2 separate regions of the Canis lupus genome follow, and region 1 is linked to region 2. A link is a contact called in public Hi-C data. All regions are on one chromosome and are shown on one strand. Each heading gives the region's core, a stretch centred on a gene start, on an enhancer-like site or on the middle of the called end of the contact. The rest is flanking DNA. Distances are from core to core; before and after follow the strand shown. Region 1 holds the start of PSMD1 (26S proteasome non-ATPase regulatory subunit 1). Region 2 holds the start of SP100 (nuclear autoantigen Sp-100).

Evidence for each region. Hi-C and Micro-C count contacts between places; a contact is called where the count stands out from the background.
Region 1: a contact with region 2 is called in a Hi-C map of blood, with 3 times the contacts expected there. The contact joins the promoter of PSMD1 here to the promoter of SP100 in region 2. A contact is called at or near these places in 2 of 9 Hi-C or Micro-C datasets (blood and skin fibroblasts).

What each region holds. Positions count from the first base shown.
Region 1 is chr25:43,185,738-43,188,781 of UU_Cfam_GSD_1.0, reverse strand. It overlaps PSMD1 (26S proteasome non-ATPase regulatory subunit 1), which reads right to left and starts at 1,679. Exons shown (of 25, transcript XM_038574162.1): 1 at 1,516-1,679. The coding sequence starts at 1,531.
Region 2 is chr25:42,720,814-42,723,513 of UU_Cfam_GSD_1.0, reverse strand. It overlaps SP100 (nuclear autoantigen Sp-100), which reads right to left and starts at 1,357. Exons shown (of 29, transcript XM_038574098.1): 1 at 1,200-1,357. The coding sequence starts at 1,231.

The DNA.
Region 1 (3,044 bases), core at 430-2,929, 460 kb before region 2:
GAGGTTAAGATAGAACCTGACATACTCAGGAACAGAAAGAGCAGTAGGATGTAGTGAGTGAAAAAGAGAGTAGTAGACAAAGCAGAAATCAAATCATTTAAGTCTTTGGTTAAAAGTCTGGATTTTATTCTAAACACAATGGAAATGACCAGAGATTTTAAGCAAAAAAAAAAAAAAAAGACCTGTGATTAAAGTTTGAAAAAAAATTACTCTGCCTACATACAGCAAGAAGAACGGACTATATGAAGATAACGGTGGAAAAACAAAATCTTAAGGCTGTCACAGTAACCCAGACAAAAGATAAAAGATGGCTTGGGATAAGAAGAAGCCGTGGCATTGGATGGATGTGAAACAGAAGGACGCCTACATTTACAAGTGGCAAGAAACGTTACCTTTCGGGAGCAATGACTGGAAAAACTCTGTCCTCTTTGAGCTAAAATTCACTTCATTTGCATCGCTTGGGGACAAAAGTCTAATTCCAGGTACAGGTGACAGCTCTCGGAAATCTCTGAAGGTAACTTCTAGGTTTCTAGGGTCAAGCAATCCTCCACAGATATATGGGTTTGAGCTCCTCCTTAACAAGTCAGTTTGACCGCTAGCCTGTTTACAGCAAAACACTTGTGGACAAACCTAGATAACACAGGACGAGGAAAGGATGTGTGTGTGTGTGTGTGTGTGTGTGAGAGAGAGAGAGAGAGAGAGAGAGAGAGAGCAGGTAAGAAAAAAAAAATCAAACCACTAAGGCTGTGGACAGCTATATGCAAATGACTCTGCGGTGGGTGGTGGGTGGTGGGTGGTGGGTGGGTGGGGGCCTATCTTCACAGCTCCTGGCATTTCAAGGCCATCACCCGAGCCTACAGAGGCAACGGTGAAGCGTTGCAACTTGCACCGCACGCCCAAGAATTCTTCCCTCAATGCAGAAGTCTTTACCGAGTACCTAGTCTCCGATCCACAGACAGGTTATCAGTATCAAGCAGGCTCCGGGGGGCTGTCTGGGCGCTCGAGCTGAACACTAGCGGAGCACCCCGAGAAACACCCCGCCTCGAGTGCGCTTCAGACTGGACCCCAAGGAGAACGGAGCTGGGGTTAGGTCCGGGCGCCTACAGAGTAGTGAGGCTGCCGCCCCCCCCACCCCCCCACCCACCTGCGGGGAAGCGCTGGGATCACACGATCCCCCGGCGCCAAACTCGGAAGCGACAGGATCGAGGGAGCCCCCCCACCCCCCGGGGGCGGAAAAGGGCCCAGGAGCCCCTCGGGCGCGGGCGCGGGCGCGGGGGTGTGACCGCGGGTGGGACGCGCTGCGGGTGGGCGGCACGTCCCGGCCGGAGGTGACCGCCGGGGCCCTCGGGGAGGCCGGCCCACACAGGCAGCCCCCGGGCCCGGGGGTGCGCGGCGGGCAGCGAGGGGCCGCGCAGGCCGGCGCTCCGCCGGGAGGTGCCCAGTCACCGGCCCTGACTCAGCTAAAAGCCGGCGTGGCGGCTCCTCCCTTTGGGCGCCGGCGGCGGGCGCACTCACCAGCTGAAGTGATCATGGCTGCGTCCCGCACGAGCCCGCCCGCTCGCTCGCCGTCCCGGCCGCGCCGTGTGTCTGTCAGCTCCCGGCCCGTGGGCTCCGCCGCGCCTCCCGCTCCCCGGTGCGCTGCTCAGTCAGTCGCCTCCTCAGGCCGCCGGCTCGCGTCTCTCCCAGGACCCCGCCCGCCGCGGGGCTGCCCGCCGCTCCGCCTGCCGCTCGGCGCGAACTCTCCCCGCCGCGGCCTGCGGTTTTCCGCGCCGCCGCCGCCGCCGCCGCCCCGGCCCTCGCCGCGGGGTGCGCGGAGAGCGTCATGTTTTCTCTTACCCTCCTCGAGGTTCAGCGCTCCCGCTGCGGCGCGAACACTGCTGGGCACCTGCGATCGGGCTTCAGAATAGCCACCCCCAGAGAGAGGACCCCATTATCACCCGCCATTGCTCAGAGCAAGGGTGTTGCGGGCAGGGGCTCGCGGTGCTCGCAGCGCCACCTGCTGCTTGGGCGGACTCTCCGTAGTTATGCCCCCGCCCTCCCCGGCCCTCATCCTCCTCCCTCTCCCAGCTCCAGCCAAACTTTTGGGGGTAGGAACAATGCAAAGGGCATTTTGTTAGAAAAGTGTGTTTTGGGAGATCCCTGGGTGGTTCGGCGGCTTAGGGCCGCCTTTGGCCCAGGGCGTGACCCTGGAGACCCGGGATCGAGTCCCGCTTTGGGCTCCCTGCATGGAGCCTGCTTCCCTCTCTGCCTCTCTCTGTTTCTTCTTGAATACATAAATAAAATCTTTACAAAAAAAAAGAAAAGAAAAATGAGTTTCGACGTTTTTAAAAAAGCAGAACACACTTTCAAAAGAAATCCTCAAATGTTTTATCATAATGAATCGCTAAGTAATCACTGATTTATAATAAAATTGAAAGAATTTATTTTTATTTATTTTTATTTATTTTTATTTTTTGTTTGTTTTAGAATTTTTTTTTAACATTTGGAATAGTTAGTACTGAATTAGTATTGTATGTTGTTTGAAAGAGATGTGGGCACTGAGGGGCGCACTTGATGGGATGAGCACTGGGTGTTATTCTATTTGTTGGCAAATTGAACACCAATAAAAAAATAAATTTATTTAAAAAAAAGAAGAAGAAAAAGAAAAAAAGGTGTGGGGCAGGGACACCTGGGTGGCTCAGCGGTCTAGCGCCGCCTTCAGCCCAAGGAGTGATCCTGGGGACTGAGGATGGAGTCCCACATCCAGCTCCCTGCATGAAGCCTGCTTCTGCCTCTCTCTCTCTCTCTAGTGTCTTGTGAATAAATAAGTAAAACCCTTTAAAAATAAATAAAAAAAGAAGTGTGAAAAGATACACAGTGAAAGTGTTCCAAAGGAAAAAGAAAAGCTTCCCATTCTTGTCTTCCACCAGTCTAGTTCTTTCCCCCCAGAGCAACAGGTTTTTGGTTTTTTTCTTTTCTTTTTCTATTTCAAGATTTTATTTATTTGAGAGAGTGAGCACAGTGGGGGAAAGGGTAGCGAGAGGGGGGGAGCCTGACATGGGACT
Region 2 (2,700 bases), core at 108-2,607:
GTACACAAATATAAGGAAATCGATGATTCATATCATAGTTTCTTGACAAAGTGAACAACTGAAGATGACCTAAATGTCCGTCAATGGACACTGCAGGATGACTTAAAAATTGTGGTGTATCTATTCTATGGAAAAGCATGTGGCTCTTAAAAAGAATGAAGTAGACATATATTAAGGTGATCTCTAGAATTTTCACTATTAAAATAAGATAAAATGAAAAATGTAAAATAGCATATACAATATAATCCCATTTATTAAAAAAAAAAAAAAAGCCAAGGCACAAAGTGCTTATTTAGGGAAATAAGCTACACCTATAAATGCACAGAAAAAGATCTGAAAGTTTATGCCGGAAACACTTAATAGGACCCAGGTTAGAAGTGGTGGCGGGGTAGGTGGTAAACAGGATGTTTTTCCCTCTATATAATTTCCATTTTGTTTAAAATTTGCTGAGAAAAAAAAATACAATTTGCTGAGCAAGAATATATAATGTATTTCTTTTCTATTAAACAATAAATTGATCAAAATAGTAATATTATCTCTGACCCATCACTAGAGAACTAGATAGGCTTTCCACCCCCTTCCAGAACAACAAAAAATCGTAGTAAAGATAAAAATCCTGAGCCTGCGCTACATACTTTGGTGGTCAGGAGCCTTTCTCTTTTCTTTACTTCCTTTGGTCAAGATGATGAGGAAAAACCCAGACCCCCAGCCAGAGATAGAAGCAGGGCCCGAGCCGATGATGGAGGCCCGTTCACAGGACAGGTGTTGAGACCACAGCACCCAGCGTTTGAGCAGAAGTCAAGTGTGTTTACTCTGCACGGCCTATTTTCTCAATGTGACCTTTTCTGAAGTGACTCACGAAGGTAGAGGAGGCCTGAGGGAAAGTAGAAAGTTCAGAGGTCATGAGGAGGAGACAACAAATCCCTCTGGCAAGCCTCAGAGAGGAGAGGGCCTCCAGCTGAGCAGCGTTGCAAAACCAGAAAGTCCTGCGTGTGGCGTGGTCGTGAGCTGACCCCAGCCCCTGATTCCCTCATGACCTCTTCCAGCACTTTATTATACCGCAAGCCAGCATTCTTGTAGACCGGGTCTAAAGTCCAGATTTTGTTTTAGGGTCTCAACTTTGGACTCTTTAGAAAGACAGTGAAGCAGCCCCCAGCCAGAAAGAGGGAGGGATGAGAGGGAAAGAGATCAAGACTGACCTGGAACTGAGGTCTCTTTCCCCATCGGCCATGTTTCCACTCTGGGCCCCCCTGGGCCCCCGCCTGGGCCTCAAGTATGGCCTTCGGACCCTGCTTTGGGGCGGCCTGGTTCACGGTGGCTGCTAAGCCCAGAGCAGGAAGTTTGTGAATTGACTCAGGCACACAGAGCTCCGCCCAGGTTGGGAAAAGAGAAGTGAAAGTATCTCTCTTTTGCTGGGCAGATAGGGTTTCCTTCCTGCAGCTCCTCCATGGTTCTCAGGCCCCAAGACTTGTGCCAGCAGGCATAGAGGGCGAGGAGGGACTCCTCAGGGCCTGGAGAGGCCGGGGCCAGTCCCTGGGGTCCACTTGTTGGACACAGAAACATCTGTGTGTCCTCAAGTGCTCCTGCCTTTCTGTCTAAAAGGGCTTCTGAGTGTAATGGGGTGGGCAGTGGGGAGCTTAGTGTTTGTCCCTTCCCCTGGCTGACATGGCTGGGGGGCGAAAGGAGGGAGAGTCGGAAGATTCTTGTCTTCTCCCTTCCTGTGGGAGAGCCTGCACTGGGTAAGGTCCCAGCATGGGAACACGGGGCTGCAGGGAGCCCAAACGCTCAGCATCATATACCTGGGGAAATGTTCTTACTGTTCCTAGAACTCCACTGCAGGTTAAGAGAGAAGTCTGCAAGGCCACAGCCAAGGGGGTGACGTTGGTTAACATCTCCAGCACATGAGTTTAAGGTACCCTGACCCCAGGGATGATGAGACACCCGAAAAGGAGTCCTGGGAATGCTGAGCAGGGCAGGCTTCCTCCCTTGGATGGAGGAGGCTGGAACTGAGAAGACCGGGAAGCAAATGGGCAGGTGAGCCCAGTGGGGAGGGTGACCTCTGCCTCCGAGTCCTGTCTGTCCATGGATTTCTCACTGGGATTCCGAGTGCTCATTCCACAAAGCTTGACTCAATTACACTTGAAACTGCAGGGGAAGGAGGTTTCCACCCTCTTTCCTTAGATATCCTGTCTTTCCCCACAAAGGCGCCAACATCAGCCTGGCGAGGATTCCAGGATGCTGATAAGGACATCCTTACCCATGGGGCGCGGGTCTCTCTGCCCCTCTCTCCCTCCCTCTCATGACTAGAAGGACTAGTAAGCTGAGCCACTGTTGGGCCTCCATGGGATATGTGGCCCAGACAAGGCCCGACACAGATGACACCAGCCTTTTCTAGTGTCCCCTGCCTCTCTCCTTCTCTGTCCCTGGGCAGCAGCCTGAGCCAGGCCACCACCGTGCCAGATGTTGTCATAAACGTGCCAGCTCTTCAGTGGGTCTGCATAGGGTTGCTGAGATAGGCAGCTGGCGGGGTGGGGGCACCCGCGGGTGGCCCTCGTGGGGTTGGCCGTGCCACCTTTGGCTGCTCCTGGCCTGAAGGAGGGTTGGAGCCATTCCTATGGGGCCAGAGGAAGCTGGGCGAGCCCCACCTCTGCAGAAGCTGCTGTGGTTCCTGAGGAATCTGGAGGTCTCTTGAAGAAAGTG